Linked DNA regions of Sus scrofa: region 1 is linked to region 2. The links are chromatin contacts, called in public Hi-C maps. All regions are on one chromosome and are shown on one strand. The core of a region is the stretch at or near the end of the contact, and the rest is flanking DNA. Distances in the headings are between cores, read along the strand shown.

Region 1 (5,167 bases), core at 1,433-3,932, 260 kb before region 2:
GGAGTTTTAAAAGATACTCAGGTGTGATTTTAATAATGCAAACATGCTGAGGAACCACTGCTGTAACAGCTCAAGTTAGCTCCCATCCTCCATTAGATTTTCTTTACAGCTATTGTCAGTTTGTTGGCTTATTTTGTCTTTGCTTCCAACCAATCTGCCCTGTGGGCTCTTAACCCCACTGAAGGCAGGGATGGAGTCTGTTGCCCTTACAGTGTTCGACACACATTAGCAGTGAATGAATGCTGAATGAACAAACAAGGGACCAAAATAGAAGTAAAAATGAATTTTTGTTGTTGTTGTTGTTGTTGTTTTAGGGCTGCACCCACAGCATATGGAGGTTCCCAGGCTAGGTGTTGTGTTGGAGCTGTAGCCACCGGCCCACACCACAGCTCACAGCAATGAGGGGAGCTTTAATCCACTGAGCTAGGCCAGGGATGGAAGCCGTGTCCTCATGCATGCCAGTCAGATGCGTTTCCACTGAGCCATGACGGGAACTCTGAAAAATGAATTTTAAAAGCTATTACTCGGGTCACCAGTCTCCAGGAAAGCAGGGTGTCCTGAAAGACCCTTTACCTAAAATAATTTGTCAGATTTTTTCTTCAAAAACTTCTAGGGACTACTGCCCTTTGCATGTTCAACCTTCTGACTCAGTTGCCCTGTTGAATTCTATGAAGAAATTTCTCTGATCAGCTTTTATTTCACCCAGTTGACTTTTCACCTTCCCACCAAGCTTGCTAAGGAATCCAGCTCAGCCAGAATCCAGACAAAAGCCTGTCTTCTCCTGGAGTTCCGAGAGAGCGGGAGCATGGCCCATCCCGAGTTCGTGCACTGACCTTCTACTGCAGGGGAGGTCTGTCCTTCTGCACAGGACGTGAATCTTTCACCCCGTCGCTGAGGGGTCTTATCTAGCAGTCAAGTATCTCTGAAATGATGGGGGCAGGTCTCTTTCCCATCATCCTCCTTGCTCAGCCCTCTCAGCAGCTGCAAACATAGAGGCATCAGCTGAATGCACACACGTGAAGCCTGGTTCTCAAGGTCCCGTGACTCACCACAGAGCAAAGGTTCCTGCAGGTTCGTTACAACAAGCATCACTTCTCAGGGTCCAGCGGCTTCATAGTCACCCCTGAAAAGGGCGAAAATCCTTCACTCTGTCTTTACTCTCAGAGAACCAGTAAGTCTTACGGTCAGGCCTTCTGCCACTAGCTATTCTATACTTGTTTCCATGTCCTCAGGCTGCTTCCTTGGGTTTGGAACAGATTTGTGTAAAGTCCTGACTTCATACCTGAACCCAAAGAACAGTGCCTAGGCCCTGCAGCATCACAGGAGTTAGAGAAGTGAGCCACGCATGTCAAAAAACCAAATCCCCACTAGCTTAAACAAGTAGGATTGACCTTTTTCCCCCTTCATCTAACAAGACTTTTGGCAAATGCTGCAACTCAAAATACCATTAGAAGCAAGAGCACTTCTATTTTTTGCTCTCCTGTCCTTAATTAGAAAACATCTGTGGAGTTCCAGTTGTGGCTCAGGGGATTATGATCCTGACTAGTACCCATGAGGATGTGGGTTCCATCCCTGGCTTTACTCAGTGGGTTAAGGATCTGGTGTTGCCGTGAGCTATGGTGTAGGTCACAGACATGGTTCAGATCTTGCATTGCTGTGGCTGTGGCTGTGGCTGTGGCTAGCAGCTGCAACTCCAATTCGACCCCTTGCCTGGGATCTTCTATATGCTGCAGGCATGGCCCTAAAAAGCTAAAAATGAAAAAAAAAAAAAAAGACATTAGCACCTCATGGTTACAAGATGGCTGCTGTATCTATGGGTTTCAGGCAGAAAGAATAAGGAAGAGGAGAGCCTCACCTCTTCCAGAATTTCCAAGAAACTCAGAGTTAATGTCATAAGGTTACCCTTAGCTGCAAAGGAGTCAGGTAAGGAGTATTTTCAGTTGGGCACAGGGCTTACCCACCATTAGCATAGTGCCTAGAGCCCTCCATACTTTTAGGAGCTTGCAAAAATGCCCTCATTTTACTTTCTTTTAGAATCAGAAAGAAAAAAGAATACATTACATCTGAATGTATAACAGTGAATGTAGTCTGGATTGTATTTGCCTTTATACCAATGCAGTTGTAAAGATTAATTTTAGCTTTGAAATGGAGAAGAGGCCCACAAAGGTCAAAACATCTATGAGGGTTACAACATAGCCCTGACTGGGATGATCCCACTGGACTTGGAGCTGGAATAACGCCACACTAGCACATTACTGTCTTTTTTTCCTTCACTGCCAACCAGCCTTCATAAGATTTTGAGCATTAAGAAACATACAAATAAATAATAGCATTGTTCCCACCAGTAGATATTGCCTTCTATAAGTATCTGCTAGTGATTATTAGTTTTTCTGAATGGTATATGAGTATTTTTTTTTCCCTTTTGAATAAGAGCCTGTTGTGCAATGCTAAATTTCTTGACATCATCTTCCAACTCAAGAAATGTTAGTAGCTTCTGATTGTTAGTTTTTCTGAATGGTATATGAGTATTTTTCTTCTCTTTGGAAATGATGTTGTTGTGCAATGCTGAATTTCTTGACATCATTTTCCAACCCAAGAAATTTTAGTAGCCTCAACCTTTGGCTGCCCATGGTTTATCATTGCCCAACCTGCTAATCCCTTTCCTCAGTGTTTTGCCAGTAAATTGGGGATTACTCAGACCCGTGACCACCACAAGGTATGTGCTTTTTAATGACCTGAATACCTACACAGTCTGTCACCTTGGCCCTTCCCCAAAAGACTATTTGAGGAGTCATCAGGCTTTAGCAATTACTGTATTTTCATTTGTGTGTAGAAAAGAATGGGTTTTTCTCTTCCCCACAAGTATTTGGCCACCAACTGCCAAGAGTGTCGCTCAAGAGCCATTTGGAAGAGCTGCTGGTCCTTAATTGTTTCCAGATGACATTTCAAATGGATCAAGTGGTTGAATTCGATATCTATCCTCAGAGTACCAAGGATAAGCTTAGCATCCCAAAGTACTCTATTTGAAACATTTTACAGTGAGCATGTGCTATGTCCAGGGAACTCGTCCCTAAAGCAGAGGCTTTAGTGACATACTAATGCAAAATCCTTGAAGCAGGGCAGCCTCTGGTTCAGCTTGGTACCCCCGTGGCATAGGGGTCATAGCCTTACAAGCCTCTCATGGAATCTTGGCCCAAGTGAATTAAATCACCACCTTAAATGAAGCTGACCTTAAAACCATTTTATGTTTCCAAAATCAATTCAAGATACTAGGTTTTCTTGGGAAAAACAAACTGCCATTATGTATGACCCTGGCCAAAAGGAATGCCAGTATCCAGTTAAGAAAAATATCATCAATACCATGTTCTCTTAGACGAAAAGATATGCCTGGAATCAGCTTAGGAAGAAAAAAGTACTTTAAAAAAAGAATGCTTTCTGAGACGTGAGATTAATGGGTAACTTGCTTCACATTCTAAACCCAGTTTCTCCATCCAGAAAATGGAGGTGCTATTGCCTACTTCAGAATAGGTTGTGGTGGAGACTAATCAAGATAATGTTTGTAAAGCCATAAGGCAATGCCTTCATATTCTAAGACCTAAGTAGATGGTGTCTGTGTTATTGTTACTCTCATAGTTGCTGCTGTTATTATGTTTACAGTGAAGCACAGTTAGCAGTCTGTCTTATGGTTGTCATCATTACAGTAGGGATGTTAGAAGATGACAGCTGGGAAAGAAGAACATGAGAAAAGCATATACTTTTGAGTGATGTCTTTCCTTATCCCTAAATGTTCTTCTTTATGGGGAAAGATATTTTTTCTTATTTGTTCACAACTTTCAGCCACTATCAAGAAACCCTTTGGGAAAGCCATCTTCTGAGGCACAATTCTTTGGCTCGCTACTAAATCCAAGAATGGAGTCTCTTATGCACCAGACATTTTATGATTTTTTCTTAATTTTTTTTTTTTTTTTTTTTGCTTTTTAAGGCCATACCTGTGACATATGGAAGTTCCCAGGCTAGGGGTCAAATTGGAGCTGCAGCTGCTGGCCTATGCCACAGCCACAGCAAGGCAGGATGCGAGCCATATCTGTGACCTACACCACAGGTCACAGCAATGCTGGATCCTTAATGCACTAAGTGAGGCCAGGGATCTAACCTGTGTCCTCAGAGATACTACTTAGGTTCGTAACCACTGAGCCACAATGGGAACTCCCTTTAATTAATTTTTAATTAATGAATCAAATAAATTCTTTCCAGTGGAACTACTCCCTTTCGTGACACAACTGTGTGTCAGACTTTGAGAAATGAAGCATAGACTCGTGGGACTGCCTTGCTGCAGGGGAGTCATTCCTGTGAGAGGGTGCGGGGAGGTCCTCCAGAAGGTGGGACACGCTTCTGCTAACCATATGGCCAGGACAGAAAATAAGTCACACTGTGATCCCATCTTCATAAAGGAGGATTCTGCCCTTTCCTGGGGGCTAAGCTGAGGTTGGAGGCCTTATTGCTGGTTAGATGACACCAAGTTCAGCCCCATGTATAGCGTGCAGGGGCTCCTTCACAGCAGGGTGTAGGGAGCTCAGGACTGAGACAGGCTGTGGAAGCCCCTAGGAGGAGATCCCAGGAAATAGCCTGTCTAGCAGCCTATTTTAAAACGTCTCTTTTTCCATTATGATTTGTCTCCTCTTCCACCTAATACATCCATCGTTCTCGGTTATGAATTGCTGCAGCAGCTCTGGTACTTGGAGGAATTTTCCACATCCCTACAGGAGGGTCCAATGTCAATACTTAAGGAGGGAGCAAGCTATGAGATGGCAAAAGGTGCCAGTCTTTTGGTCTTGGTCAGAGCAAGGAAGCTGGCTGAGAGGTGCAGGGAAGACCAAGTCATTAAATGGATTAAAAATCATCCCGAAGTAAATTCTTCAAAGTTCACTAGGGGTGGTGGGAAGGTAAAAAGACTGTGAGAATACCGCGTCTCTACCTGGCATGGGATAGGATTCCAGACTATCACTGTGTTTGTTTACTGTCATTGTTGTTTGAATTAAAAGGAAAAATTACCTCCAAAGCTGGGGAGCTTGCCAATTGGGCCTGTCTTTGTCTCCTGGGGCTGCAATAACAAAAACTACAGACTCTGTTACTTGAACAACTGCATTTTCTCACAGTCTGGAGGCTG
Region 2 (4,905 bases), core at 805-3,304:
ACTAATTTTTATTAGTTTTCACTTAATAATTATGAAAATATATTCAGAAATCTTACAACAAATATATACAGGATGCAAGGCAAAATTTACCCATTGGTGAAGAGCCAATAAATGTGTTGATTCAAATTGAAATTTAGCACAAAAACTCAACATCTCTTGCCCTTTTAAAAAATAATTTACAAATACTATTCTCTAAATGAAGACCAAATAAATGCCACATTTTTCTCTAATAAAATTAGTATTCTATCTTTATAGTGTACCGACAGCACTCAATGTGTCCTCAATTTAAAGAAAAGGAATAATGTCACACTAACCTTTTAATGTATATAAAATAAATACAATAAATATGTAAAAGTTAAAGTAGGATTGCTTGGTCTCCTCTCCTCTGGACACACAATCATCAGGAGCTGATCACTGGGATGGTCTTTGAGGTTCTCATAGAAACTAGACTTTTATTTGTTTTTCTTTCCTGAGGTAAAGCAAACATTCTTTAGTTTTCAAAAGAAATTCAGAAACACTGAGGTCATGATTTTTATTAAGTCCTAAAATTACAGCCAATATCTCAACTGCATCTTTTGACAGACCTTTAATCAGTTTTTAATCACATTCACCACAAGTACCAGGCACTGTAATCAAAATTTTCCTTGAACTTATTGGACTTGAGAGGAGTATAATCTTCTAGAAATTCCAACACATGCTTAACTGAACACAGAGATTTCTTTGGAGCCAAATTTTATTTTAGTCCTCTTTTCTGATTAGAAATTAAAATGAAAAATATTTAACCATTAGGTATATCAAAGAAATTGAATGGCTATCTGTACCTTCAAGGGGAAGTACTGCCAGTTAGGCAGGACCCACATAAACTAATGAAAGGCTCAGTTCAGCCATAACAGATAACAGTTACTGATACAATTGATTTATGTAAATGCTTTAACTTTTGCACTTTTTTCTTTCTCCTTTAATACTGAAGAGAGTCAGAAAAAGGAGTTTTCAAAGGAGACTGGAGGAAGAGAAAAAAGAAGCACACTGGAGAAAAGTCACACAGCAGGGAAATGCAATGAAAGTTTTTGATGGATCTGCATCAGGTATTAGAGAGTAATAAGAAAATAAATTAAAACAGCAGAGAAAGAAGAGAGCCTTTGAAAGTCCGCCAATGTTTCAATAACAATAAAAATAATGCTAACAGAAAGAGTTCCTGCCTGATTTGTGTTTGGAACTTACAGTGCACTTTCACCCACTCACATTTTCTTTCCTAATCCTCACAACAACTGGTTGAGGTTAAAAAAAAAAAAAAAAAATTACTTAGTTTCATACCACCTACTACTACTGCCGTAATCAAATTATAGGAATGGTATACCTCCTCTTAGTGGCTTTCTGCACAGAATCTGCACACTCTAACTTTAAATATGCAAGTAGAGTAGTGGATTGAATCATCCACAGCATGAATAAGGTCTGCTAAAACTGTTTTGATCTGACAATAGTATGGATTGTTGATTTCCTGCATGTAGCTGACCCTACCTCTCAGTGCTCATGTCATGTATCACATTCTAGAATGCTTCTTTACTTAATGTGACTTCTGATGACGTGGCCAGTGTAAGACATTCTCTTTAATGATGAATTTGATAGAATTAAAAAGGCAACTCTAGGGGCTTTTCTATGAATAAGATAATTCTGTAGTGTTACTTGACAAATCTTTTAATTAAGTTAGACCTAATTAAATCCACAAAAATTGAAGAGCTGACATTTAACTGGAAAACTCTGCCAAGTTCTTCACCCTATTTGTGAAACTTAAGCTTTCAAACAATGATTGGTGGGTCAGAAAGGGAATGCTAACAGTTTCTAATAGAGTTGCTGTTACAAAAATACTTCACCTCTTTTGTTATTTTGTCATTTAGGACATGTTTAGTCTAAAATAAAGCAGAGGGCATGAATATTATTCTTTTGGCCTGGGTTCTGGCCACATGAGACACATATGGCCTCAGTCAGAGCACACTGAGTCAGCATTGTGGTCTAGAACAAGGAAGAATAAGCCCTAGACTGGAGTTCGTGTCCATGGAGCAGAGGCCTACATGGACCAAACAGCTAATGGAGTTGAGTCATCAGTGTCTAAGGGCTAAGCCAATTATTTCCCAAATGAGAAGCTTTTTAGAGTACAAATTCACAGATCACTCCTTGGATCTGCCTCACCCACATTTCTTGGAAGCCTTAGGGATCTGAATCTTTCAAAAGCTTCCCAGGTGATTGGATGATCAGTAAGTTTTGGGAAACAGAGGGCTAAACTAAAATTATTCTAAGTGGGCATAAAAGGGGGAGAGGAGCTCTCCATCTGCTCATAGACAGAAAAAGCCTCCTTAAACTACTTCTCTAGCATCCAGTGCTGCTAACTAGCAGTTTGATTACAATGTGACTCTTAGTCCTTTCTCAGCCATCTGTTTGATTGATTGATTGATTTTTATCTCTGGAAGCTTTAAACTTTGAATCCCAGAAATTTTATTAGGATGTAGGTATTTAAGGGCACTCAATTAATTTGAAGCCTTGACACCTTTGGCTCAAGGCAAATTCCTCTAGCTTCTCTTCATCTCTTCCATTTTCTGTGGTCTCTTTTCCTAGAACTATTATATGGGTGTTTAACATCATGGTTTAAAGTTCCTGTGTTCTAATTCTTAATTCATTTTTTTCTATCCCCTTCTCTTTTTTCTCCAGATTTTAGGGTATTTTATTGTCCAGAACATTAACTCAGCCTTCAGCAATATTTATTGTTTTCTTGCATTTGATTTTTTTCTACTTTACCAATGAGATTTTTAATTTACAGGACTAGTTTGTACTCTCTAATTACTCATCGCCATATGAGGCTTTTCCTCCCTCTGCATCCCCCTCCCTCCTTCTTTGCTTTTCTTTTAATGGATAATAGCTCCTTGACTTTCTCTAAAGATATTTGTAAGTGTTTCTTATTAGGTTTTCATCCATTTCTTGAATTATTTCTTTTATAACCTTAGACCAGGGGTTCTATTAGTTCACCTTGTTCCTTCTACTGTTTTTCAGGTGGTTATATATCAATAGCTGCCATGGGGTACTTCTACAGTGATATAGTTCTAATGTTCTACTGGGCTTCAACTTTGATTGAAAAGGTTGCTTTTAAGTTTTTACATAAATGGATAGGGTGGGTCAAGTAGACAATATCTCTTAAGGCTCCCTGGGCATGGGCGGGCAGACAGGCTGGGTACCCATCTGTTCTACCCCTTGCCAACTTAGGAAGATGTGTACTTTGGCAGAGGAGCACTTCAGAGCTTGAAACTCCTGGCAGAGCAGTCTGTTCCCTTTTTTCCCTCTGTGCCTGTATGCATCTCAAGTTACCACATGATCTGTTCTTCTTACTCAGATCCCTAAAGGCTTTATCTTGATAATACTTTTCAGGTTTATCCTGCCATTGAATTTCACTTGTGCCTGTCATCTAGCATAGTGCGGGAAGTGAAAGGACTGAACCATTTTCTTGCCCAGATTTAGTTCCTGTTTAATTGTTCCAAGGGTTATTCCTTTACTTTCCTCTCCTCTGCATTAGGTCCCTCTCAAGCTGGAGGTTCTAGGATTGCATTCTTTCTAATGTGCAAAAATTCTCAAAATTTTCTGCCTGCTGATGACATCCTTCCTCCTTTACCAACACTGCTTACACACACACACACACACACACACACACACACACACACCCCTACACATACACTAAGCCACATAAGAGATTAAGGGATAGGAGGAAATTTAGATATGTTTTCACCTCTTATAGTAACTTCTCGTAGATTTCTCCCACATTAAACTACTGATACATTCAATGCCAGGCACAAACACAAACATTAAACCACATCTTTTCTAATATACATAAGAAGCCAGTAAACTGAAAAACCAACAAAAGTCATAGGCTAATGACTTGTGTTTCTTCACGAAAGCATAAGTAGAAGAATTATCTTTTCCATCAGACCATTCTTATTTTCTTTTTCAACAAAAGAAGTTCTATGTGACAAGGTATCTTCTCTGGTAAAGAGGCGTATCAGTAGTTATAAACATACCGTTTGACAACATATAATCGCATTCATCATTTAAAAAATACATAGTCTCAGAGAAACCTAAAGTGAACCCATCATCATGGCCTACTATATCCTGTAAGTTTATAATAAGAATGATGCCTCAAAGGTATATGAAAATTTTCATTAATAATTCTCAATCTCTTGGATAGTTATAGACCATCTACAGTTACCGGTTACACAAGGAAACTGTTTCCTGCCAAAGCACAGAACCACTGGCAGAGGGTTACAACCCCTCATTAATCTGTATGCATGCTTCCCTTGGAGACTGAATTTTGAAATCACATATTTTATATTGTAAAAATCACTCAGGCACTTGCTATCTCCCATCTGCCCATAGTGAAGAATCAAGAATCACTCAAAAGTCACATACCAATTCTATGTGTTCACCACAACATTAATCGTAAGTATATATGTGTACACACACACACACACACACACATCATCCATTTGTGGTATAAACTCAAAACTAATGGCTTAAGTGCTTAAGTGTAAAATATTTTCCAGTGAACACCGCATCATATTGTGTTGAGTTTGGAAAAAAAATATATTATGATCTTTTATGTGTGTATGAAAATATATTGGACAAATAAATGTAAAAATGTGTGAGGAGTTTTAGGCAAAAAAGTCGAGGGAGGAGTTCTCCTGTGGCTCAGCAGGTTAAGGATCTGGCACTGTTACTGCCATGGCACAGGTTCTATCCCTGGCCCAGGAACTTTCACATCCCACAGGCATGGCCAAAAAGAAAAGTCTGGGGACTAAAGCATCTATGCCATATTTGCTGTCTAGAGCTGCCTTGCCTCTGTAACTGTGTCCAAATTTCTTTTTCTTG

The links. A called contact is a pair of places that touch in the nucleus more often than the background predicts.
Region 1: a contact with region 2 is called in a Hi-C map of embryonic fibroblasts, with 2.6 times the contacts expected there. The contact joins two enhancer-like sites. A contact is called at or near these places in 1 of 47 Hi-C or Micro-C datasets (embryonic fibroblasts) and 1 of 2 datasets of contacts at active chromatin or transcription factors (skeletal muscle).

Annotation. Positions count from the first base shown.
Region 1 is chr2:117,888,991-117,894,157 of Sscrofa11.1, reverse strand. No RefSeq gene overlaps it. Among named protein-coding and RNA genes, the nearest start is that of YTHDC2, 110 kb to the left of the region's middle. Within about 2 kb of position 2,682, at least 10 of the 83 cell types and tissues checked have an H3K27ac peak or open chromatin away from gene starts, as enhancers often do. A contact at or near this core is called in embryonic fibroblasts, where this site is marked.
Region 2 is chr2:117,631,105-117,636,009 of Sscrofa11.1, reverse strand. All of the region lies in intron 2 of NREP (neuronal regeneration-related protein), which reads right to left. Among named protein-coding and RNA genes, the nearest start is that of NREP, 130 kb to the right of the region's middle. Within about 2 kb of position 2,054, at least 11 of the 83 cell types and tissues checked have an H3K27ac peak or open chromatin away from gene starts, as enhancers often do. A contact at or near this core is called in embryonic fibroblasts, where this site is marked.